3 separate regions of the Mus musculus genome follow, and regions 2 and 3 are each linked to region 1. The links are chromatin contacts, called in public Hi-C maps. All regions are on one chromosome and are shown on one strand. The core of a region is the stretch at or near the end of the contact, and the rest is flanking DNA. Distances in the headings are between cores, read along the strand shown. Region 1 overlaps Opn5 (opsin 5). Region 2 has its middle 100 kb from the start of Opn5. Region 3 overlaps Ptchd4 (patched domain containing 4).

What was found. Hi-C and Micro-C count contacts between places; a contact is called where the count stands out from the background.
Region 2: a Hi-C map of cerebral cortex shows a contact between it and region 1, with 2.1 times the contacts expected there. The contact joins two enhancer-like sites. A contact is called at or near these places in 1 of 15 datasets of contacts at CTCF or cohesin (the NIH/3T3 cell line), 6 of 484 Hi-C or Micro-C datasets (adipose-derived mesenchymal stem cells, cerebral cortex, embryonic fibroblasts and 2 more) and 2 of 115 datasets of contacts at active chromatin or transcription factors (embryonic fibroblasts and neural progenitor cells).
Region 3: a Hi-C map of adipose-derived mesenchymal stem cells shows a contact between it and region 1, with 1.8 times the contacts expected there. The contact joins two enhancer-like sites. A contact is called at or near these places in 1 of 15 datasets of contacts at CTCF or cohesin (the NIH/3T3 cell line), 6 of 484 Hi-C or Micro-C datasets (adipose-derived mesenchymal stem cells, cortical neurons, embryonic fibroblasts and 2 more) and 1 of 9 other capture datasets (embryonic stem cells).

The regions. Positions count from the first base shown.
Region 1 is chr17:42,578,932-42,582,045 of GRCm38.p6, forward strand. Opn5 (opsin 5) reads right to left here. Exons shown (of 7, transcript NM_181753.4): 5 at 1,616-1,857. Among named protein-coding and RNA genes, the nearest start is that of Opn5, 31 kb to the right of the region's middle. Within about 2 kb of position 1,465, at least 26 of the 459 cell types and tissues checked have an H3K27ac peak or open chromatin away from gene starts, as enhancers often do. A contact at or near this core is called in adipose-derived mesenchymal stem cells and tail fibroblasts, where this site is marked.
Region 2 is chr17:42,508,681-42,511,903 of GRCm38.p6, forward strand. No RefSeq gene overlaps it. Among named protein-coding and RNA genes, the nearest start is that of Opn5, 100 kb to the right of the region's middle. Within about 2 kb of position 1,276, at least 13 of the 459 cell types and tissues checked have an H3K27ac peak or open chromatin away from gene starts, as enhancers often do. A contact at or near this core is called in tail fibroblasts, where this site is marked.
Region 3 is chr17:42,478,594-42,481,757 of GRCm38.p6, forward strand. The region is part of intron 2 of Ptchd4 (patched domain containing 4); the gene reads left to right. Among named protein-coding and RNA genes, the nearest start is that of Opn5, 130 kb to the right of the region's middle. Within about 2 kb of position 1,813, at least 12 of the 459 cell types and tissues checked have an H3K27ac peak or open chromatin away from gene starts, as enhancers often do. A contact at or near this core is called in adipose-derived mesenchymal stem cells, where this site is marked.

The DNA.
Region 1 (3,114 bases), core at 215-2,714:
AGACTACCAAAGGCTGACCACACAGAGACTACCAAAGGCTGACCACACAGAGACTACCAAAGGCTGACCACACAGAGACTACCAAAGGCTGACCACACAGAGACTACCAAAGGCTGACCACACAGAGACTACCAAAGGCTGACCACACAGAGACTACCAAAGGCTGACCACACAGAGACTACCAAAGGCTGACCACACAGAGACTACCAAAGGCTGACCACACAGAGACTACCAAAGGATGACCACACAGAGACTACCAAAGGATGACCACACAGAGACTACCAAAGGCTGACCACACAGAGACTACCAAAGGCTGACCACACAGAGACTACCAAAGGCTGACCACACAGAGACTACCAAAGGCTGACCACACAGAGACTACCAAAGGCTGACCACACAGAGACTACCAAAGGCTGACCACACAGAGACTACCAAAGGATGACCACACAGAGACTACCAAAAGCTGACCACACAGAGACTACCAAAAGCTGACCACACAGAGACTACCGCATAAGGAATCCAGGTAATCATAGTCTTGCATCTCAAGTTGTCGATCTTGTCCCTTTGTCACAGCAACAATGACAATATCGATATTTATTTATAAATTTTATGATTTTTATTTGATCATATATTCATAGGGTAGTAAATTCAAAGTTCAAAAGAGTTGTCACTTGGCCAATGTGAGAGATAAAATTCCAGGTCTTCCTGATCTTTCTCTAATACCTCTTACTAAAGAAAACCAGTGTTGAATAATACCTTGTCACCAAGTAATAATTAAAGAGTAATGGAGACCCTGAAACCTCTACCTCCTTAGCCAAGACAATGATTTGAGATGCATTTTCTACTTTTTACCCAAAGATAGGCAACTCATGGACACAGAAGACCTCCCCACCACTACTGGCCCAGCTCTTTCCTCGCTCTGAGTATTGGACCTTTAGGGGGAAAAAAAGTTCTGAAGTCTCAAACTCTTGTACACTGTGCATCAAAAACAGTATAGACTTTTTGAAAAGCTAGTATTTAAGTAACAATTCCTACCCTACTGTCTTTGGGCTATATAAATAAGAGCGGCTTCTCCAATCTTACCCTTACTTAAACCTGTTTCTTCATCTAATACAGAGAAAGAACAGCTTCTATCTTTCAGAATATAACTAAAAGAACCAGGCAGAGGTGATAAAGAGAGAGGAATGGCTTCATTGCCCTTCACTCTCACTTCTGCTTGAGTCCTTGCATTTTCTAGCCAAGAGTTCTGATGACCCAAACAACAGTGGCAAATAATTCCTTCACATGAATTTATTGTTGAATCAGTGCCACATAGAACAGCATTCTTGGACTGATATGGATTTAATATCCAAGAAGGAAGTCCACAACCAGTAAATATGCACAAAATGGCATCCTGGCTGCTCTAGGATCAAAACCAGAATGCTGTTCTCAATATCTGGCCATCATCCAACCCATACATATCTGATGACTTGGCTTCCGGTATTTTTATGAATGTAAAACAGAAACCTCCTAACCCAGCTACTTAGGAATTTAGTTCTAAGCCAAGTGTTTACTTAAATCACCACAGCATTTTAAGACAAAGAAACATAATTACGTTCTAGCTTCAGAATTTTACCTAAAGTCTTCCAAAGATTTCTTCTTCGTTCCTCTCAAACCACCAGCCTGGCAACAGGCAAATCTGTAATCAATGACCTGGTAGATGATTGGATTGTACATCGCTGCTGATTTTGCAAGGAGTGTGGGCACCACGGAGAGCTGTATGGGGATGGAGTCTGGCCTTCCAAAAGCTGACCACACAGAGACGACCGCATAAGGAATCCAGGCAATCAGGAAACCAGCACAAATCAGCATTGCCACCTGGCACAGGGAAAGGAACAGACAGCAGGATCAAGAGAATTCATAAGCAATCCAGAGTAAGTTACCAGTGTGGAAAAGGAGCAATTCACTCTGAAAACATTCATTTTTGACCACAAGAATTGCTTCCAGTGAACTTCTGAGAACTTGGCACAATTCTTTATCCCATTTACATGGCCTATCCATTCACCACTTTAGAATTTGAATGCACCCAAAACCTCAAACTGTAACCCTGTAATAGCTGTCAGATTTTGCCTACATTTGAAGCACGAGATCATAATAAAAGGATGCCAGTTCTCTTGAGCTTGCCAGAGTTCTCAACCCACAACCACTTAAAGACCTGACAGAAAATAAGTTCATCTTGATGAAATCTTTTGCCTCAGGAAACTGAGAAGTGTTGCCCTGGTTTTAAATTCTAACGTGCATTTTCTTCAAAGATTTCTATGAAATGTTATTTCTTCTCCTCAAGATTTTCACAATTTGAGGTTCATGTTATAGGAATTTCCCAAATATAAAGAAAAAGGAGTTACAGGGCTTCTGACAAAGCAATATGGAAGTGATTTTTCTCTCACAAAATTAGCATCGTAACTGTCAGAACACAGATTGATTGGCAATACAATTTAAAATACCCTCACTGGTTTTCACCATCCCAAACCCAGTCCCTTTAATGATGTAACCCTAACTACTGCCCTATAGCTGCTGATCTTGACAAATTATCTCAGTTCAGGTAAACAAACAGTTTTAGCAAATGCTTTTGGCAAGACATTAAACTGGGCACTATGGGACATCCCAGAATGCTCCTGTTCCTGAGCTGTCTCCTTCTAGAGTACAAACAGTAGCAGATCACAGCTGAATATGGTTTGGGGTCCAGCTCAGAAGAGAACATTTGTTTCTTATTGGAAGGAGTAAGAGCTTCATGGTGAATGTTGCCTAGATCCTGCACTTGGGCAAGTTGAAATAGTAGTAGTGAGGAAAATGCCAAGAAAACATCCCATGCATGAGTGGGTTTGTACAGAAACAAGTGAGGGTATCATCTAGATTTAGGAAAGTCGTGCGAGTTGGTGAGACCTGGAGGAGAGACAATACTCGTGTGAAACATATTACTGAGCTTTCCTTGTGCTCCACGTGCTCTGCAGCTCTCAGAGGTTCATGAGCAGAAACATCGAAGGTGAACCTATAGGAAGAAACTGCTGAGAGACAACAGCAGCTAGAGAGACTGACCGTTCCTTATTCATTCAGACAAGTCATATTGAGAATCTG
Region 2 (3,223 bases), core at 26-2,525, 70 kb before region 1:
AGCTAAGAAATCAAGATATCAGCGTGTGGGTGTGTCAGGAAGAGTGACATCAATAAAGTCCTTACACACTAGACTTTATAGGTTAGAAAATAGCACAGAGAATCAATTGGTGCCTCAAAACTAGAGGTTCTACCTGCTTGCAAACCTAGATACATGTAACTATATCTATCCCACTTGGAGATCATGTTCTTGTTTGTAAGACTCAGACACTGGGTCTGCTTCTGGTTTTCTAAGCAGGACCAGATCTGTTTTGTGAGTTAAAAATAAGCTGAAGGACTCTTGAAAAGAATACTCCAGCTAAACACCCAGAAAAGTATTCATTTTCAGGATGCTATAATACAGATAATACTTTTGAACATTTTTATTTACCTAATGAGGGTCTATAATCTGCTGCTGATAGAGAAGTCATTTACTCTTCTTGTAAAGAGGAAAATGATTCAAAGAGAGAAATACATGCAAGCAGTGTTTGCACCGTCTGTAGCTATTGAATGGACCATATCTTAGCTCTTCTACATCCTTAAAGGGGTTGTTGAGATAAAATGAGCTAAGGCTGCACTGGGAACCTCTGTCACCAAGGCATTTTTAATACAATAAAGAATTTATAAATGAGATCATTGACAATTTTGCACTTTTATAAACTATAGGACTCCAGTCTCTGTTTTCTCACTGAGATGAATTTTCCCAAAGAAAGCTCTCATAGGTCACACCAATTATAAAATCCTAAAAATTAAAGAAAACCTTGATGACATGGGAGTAAGAGCAATTCACAGCCTCTTGGTGATTCTTGCTCCGTTTCTTGGGCTCCTGTTCCAGCCAAGGCGGGGTTAGCATTAGTCATTCATAATTGTGTTCCAGTTTGCTGCGTGGCTCATGGCATGCCTGATATAGTTTCCTTCCCGTTTGTTTTTGCAGTTACAAAAGCCACTACATATTCTCCAGGGCTCTTTCAAACCAGTGGAGATGTAAGAGTTTTAATGTTTGGGGAAGATTTCATTGAAGAGTTTCCTGGAAAGTATTAGGAGTGACCACCATGAATAAAAGATAAGTGGAGCTTATTATAATTGTGTCACTTTCCAGTCCGGAATAGATTTAGCTTGGATTCTTGGAAGAGATTGTTCATGGCACACTGTGAGAAACATTCCATTATCTAAATGTGAGAAGGGAGCAGAATCTCCCACTGAAAATGGAAATCGCTTTCATCACCAAAGTCGGTGGATTGCTGAGTCTTTATTTGCAGCCATACTGAGAGACCTTGAAAAAGAAAAAGAACAGCTGCTGTGGTTTTATAGGTCTTAGTACAATCTATAGCATTCATGTCTATATGGAATCAGGATATTCCCTTGTCTTTCCTCCTCTGACATAAAAGTCCGAGTGACTGAAACCATTTATCCTCCTGCTCACCAGTGTATCTGCAATGCTTATCACGTGTTCCCATTAATTATGCATATTCTTTCAGCAATAGACTTCCTGATTCTTAAGTAGAAAATCTGTCACTGTTTGAAAAGGACAGAGATATTGCTAAGCTACCTCACAGGGATATTTAAAGATGAAATGCCATACAACCTTTGTCTAAATGGTAATACACTATTATTTATTTTCCTTTCACTGGTAAAATCGTACCCAGATAGTGGTAAAATGAACACCATCGTGTGTAGTTTTATTTCTGTGTGCCACTTACTATAAATATTCACCAATGCAGCATCCCTTGGGAAAGATGTTCAGTTATCTCTTCATGGAAATCCCAGAGCATGAAAATTAGTGCAGCAAGAGTATTAGTTCAGAAACAGTACTGCCTAGGGTTAACTTAGAGACAGTGGCTCATCAGCAAGATGTGTCATCAAGTAATCTGGGACTAACTTCAATGAAAAGCCCATTTGCCCTTCTTTGCAGAGGATGGAAAGGCATCAATTACTTTACTTATGTTAAGCAGTTATGAAACAATAAAGATACTAGAATGACTTCCTAGGTCCCCCCTGACCCACCCACCCAGTGTAAAACCACTGCTTTCTCCTCCACTAAGATTCTGAACCACAGGCTGCTTCAAATCAGTGAGGAGAAGACTGCTAGAAAGGATAGCTGTCTCTTCGCAAGTCAATAAACCATGGGCGTGACCACGGAAACCGAGTGCTCCATTTCCTTTCCTTTCCCAGAAGAAATGCCCACAAGTTCCTAATCCTGGTGCAGTGAGATGCTAATCTCTATAGCCAAATGAAAAGGAAAGATAACATGTATAAAATTATAAAGTCCTGGCATCCTAACAGTACAAACCCCAATGGCAAAACACCATTGCCAGTTGCCTTTGCCATAAGGATGGCTTTTTAATATAACATTCCTTTTACATTTTGGTTCTTTGCATTCTTTTTTGTAAAAATAGCCTTATTCATCACATCCAATTTTCCAGTAAAGGATTGAAGACCTCTGTTCCAGAATTCTGCACATAGGACTTTAACTCTAAAGCTACCTTATCGACAGAAGCTTAAAGGAAAAAAAAAAAACAAGTGCCAAAAAGAGTGACTTAAGTTGTATTTCAGTGTCAAGATGTCTTCTCCCAAATAACAGACTGCCCAAATACACAGCTTAGGTCTTCCTGAGCATCAAATATTCTAATTATTAGAAATTATTAGAATTATTATTAGAAATAATATTAATAAAAGAGCTTTAAAAAGTGATTTCAGTGGTTTTAATTTTCCAAAATTTGACTCATGGGGAACATTTATATGTATTTCCATTCTCAGTAAGCAAAATAAAATAATCTGAAAATGAGTTTTTCTTGTAACTATCACAGGAATAAATAAATGTGATTCTCCTAATTGAATAGCTCTCGTACCTTTGTGGATAGAAATTGTATGTCAAATATTTATCTTATTTTTATTTTCAGGTTTTACATGTACATCTATACAATCATTTTAGTGAAATTTCTCAGGATCATATAGCTTAAGAAACCTATGCCTGAGGCCTAAAGATAAATGTCTTAAGGAAAAAAATAACCAAGACTTCACTACTTGTAACAATGCTTCACGTTTACTTTAACTGTAGGACCACTAGACAAAGATTTATGGAGTTACTATTTTCACCTTTGATTTTCACAAATAACTACTTTCCTTGTATGTAGCAAGAGCAGTTGGTATATTTAAAAAGTCTTAGCATATACAAGATACTAACATGATGAAATTCCTAGTGTTAATTGCTCTTGCTGAATTTTTTTAATCATGCCAAATGCTAT
Region 3 (3,164 bases), core at 563-3,062, 100 kb before region 1:
TTTATTTTAGTTTTTCCTGAATGTGTATAGTGTGTTTGCCTGCATATGTCTGCCTACATACCACATACATCCACGGTGCCAACAGAGGCCAGAAAAGGGCATTAGATCCCTCAGAACTGGAGTTACAGATTGTGTGAGTCACCATATGGGTGGGAATGGAACCCGGGTCTTCTGAAATAGCAGCCTTCACTCTTAACCACTCACCTCTCTCTTCATCCTGAAGAGAAGAAGTTTAAATAATTTTCTGAGACCAATATTAGCAGGATTCCAAAACAAACAAGATACAGCAGGAATGAAAACTACAAGCCAATATCATTTACGCAGAAAGCTAAAAGCGCCATCAAAGTTCCAGCCAAGAGAAGCCAGCAACATATAAAAGTATTACATATCATGACAAAGGAGGTTTATACTGTACATAAAAGTATCTAGTGTGGATTATAGTAACATCTAAATTAACCTGTATGCCATATCAACAGAATAAGGGCCAAATGCTTATGACCTTCCCTACACAGAAACTAAAGTCACCTGGACACTTCAACCACCATTTGTAGTTTAAAAATAAAACAAAGCATATAGACCACATACTATGAAGAGAAGGGAACTTCTAGGTCAGTGAGATGACTAAACATGAAACTTTCCCCTTCCACATTTAAAGAAAGAGAAAACCAACTCCTACATGTTGTTCTCTCTTCTCTACATGAGTGCCATAGCAAAGATGTCTCTCTGTGTCTCTGTCTCTCTGTCTCTGTCTCTCTCTCTTTCTCAGTGAAGAGAGAGAGAGAGACGGACAGACAGACAAATAAATAAATGTAATCAAAGGTTTAGAGAAAATATCCATAATTCAATTAAAGGCATCTATATGAAGAAGAGGAGAAGAAAGAGGAAGAGGAGGAGGAGGAAACAGCCTAGACAGGAAGCTATTGAAGACAGTCCTTAGATATTGTGAAAAGGATGCTGAAGTTTAATTCCTCATGGTTGATAGCTTCTGGTGGGATGGTGGGGGGGGCAGGACTAACGTATCTTTAAGGGGCTGGCCACTGGGTGTTTGGCCATGCTTCAGTGAAAACATATGGAAAATACCAAATGGAATTGGTGTGTTTTCTTCTTTTTTTCTTCTTTTTTGGGGGCTGGCACAAGAGTGGAAAGGTAGACTGGGAGGAATGGTTAATGAATTCAACTGGGGTGCATTGTAGAAAATTACCAAATAATCAATAAAAACATCATGCTAACATAACTAACTAAATAAATAAAAATAAGCATTGCTTTTTAAAATTTTTGAGGTTATAATTTAATTACATTCTTCCCTCCTTTTCAACCTTCTTTCCAACCTTCCCATCTACCCCTCCCCAGTCTCCTCCAAGTTGATGGCCTCTTTTTTCACTAATTGTTATTGCATATATGTATATATACACAAGTATGTTCCTAAATGTAGCCTGCTTAGTTCATATAATATACCTTTACTTGTATGTATGTACAAAACAGTGATCCCTGGAAACATATATACATACATACAAATCAAACATTTAAACACAGTAAAATCCAGATACTCTGTTGCTATTAATATGCTGAGGAAAAATGGCGGGGAAATTCTCAACGTATTTGCTTCCCATGATTACATTCTTATTTTTCTGTAAGAATGAAAGTAAAAGCACTAACACTTCTCACATACAGAGTTGACCGGGTTTAGGCAGCTTTTTTTTTTTTTTTGGCACTGCCTTCAGGCATCTATGCCACAAAGATCACATGCTGTGCTCAGAACTGTGGCTGTGGTGAAATCCTGTGGCAAACTGGGCAAGCTATATTACAGTCACCTCAATCATAAAAATGATGACTCCTCTATGAATTGCTTAATAAGTAATGACAGCTACTGCAACTACTCTCCAGGAAATATCCTAGGGGCATTGAAGCCATTACTCATTTCATAGTAACATCAATTCTTACATATTTCCAGAGGAGGAAACTGAGGAATTGAGAAGTTAAACTAACATTCCCCCATTACATATAGTGATGAAGCCAAGATCATATCTTTTGGTTCACTCCACAAGTATCCTTCTCCTTTTCCTTTTTAGGGATGCATGCAAAAGGCGAGGATATGGGTGTAGTGTACTTTAGAAAGACTTTCTCCAATAAAGTTAATTCATCCATAAAAGGAAAAAGCAAAAGGGAAGTTCTGGTTCATTAAATTTAATGAGTGTTCAACTGACCGGAGCCATGTCAGGCAGGAGCTTCCTGGTTAAATGAATTTCCATGGCATTAGGCCATTCTGTTCAGAGGAGATTGCAACCATGCACTCTTTCTTCACTGAGGAGAAATGTTAAGAAAGGAAGAGACAAAGGAAGGAAGGAAGGAAGGAAGGAAGGAAGGAAGGAAGGAAGGAAGGAAGGAAAGAAAGAGAAAGAAAGAAAGAAAGAAAGAAAGAAAGAAAGAAAGAAAGAAAGAAAGAAAGAAAGAGAGAGAGAGAGAGACAGAGAGAGAGAGAGAGAGAGAGAGAGAGAAAGAAAGAAAGAAAGAAAAAAGAGGGAAATCTGGATTCTTTCAAGCTTCTGGCTATTATAAATAAGACTACTATGAACATAGTTGAGCATGTGTTCTTATTACCAGTTGGAACTTCTTCTAGGTATATACCCAGGAGAGTTATTGCTGGATCTTCCGGTAGTATTATGTCCAATTTTCTGAGGAACCTCCAGACTGACTTCCAGAGTGGTTGTACAAGTTTGCAATCCCACGAGCAATAGAGGAGTATTGCTCTTTCTCCACATCCTCACTTGCATCTGCTATCACCTGAGTTTTTGATCTTAGCCATTCTGACTGGTGTGAGGTGGAATCTCAGGGTTGCTTTGATTTGCATTTCCCTGATGATTAAGGATGCTGAACATTTTGTCAGGTACTTCCCAGCCATTCCGTATTCCTCAGTTGAGAATTCTTTGTTTAGCTCTGTACCCCATTTTTAATGACGTTATTTGAATTTCTGGAGTCCAGTTTCTTGAGCTCTTTATATATGTCGGATATTAGTCCCCTATCAGATTTAGGATTGGTAAAAATCCTTTCCCAATCTGTTGGTGGCCTTTGTGTCTTATTGACAGTGTCTTTTGCCTTACAGAAGCTTTGCAATTTTATGAGGTCCCATTTGTCAATTCTTGGTCTTACAGCACAAGCCATTGCTG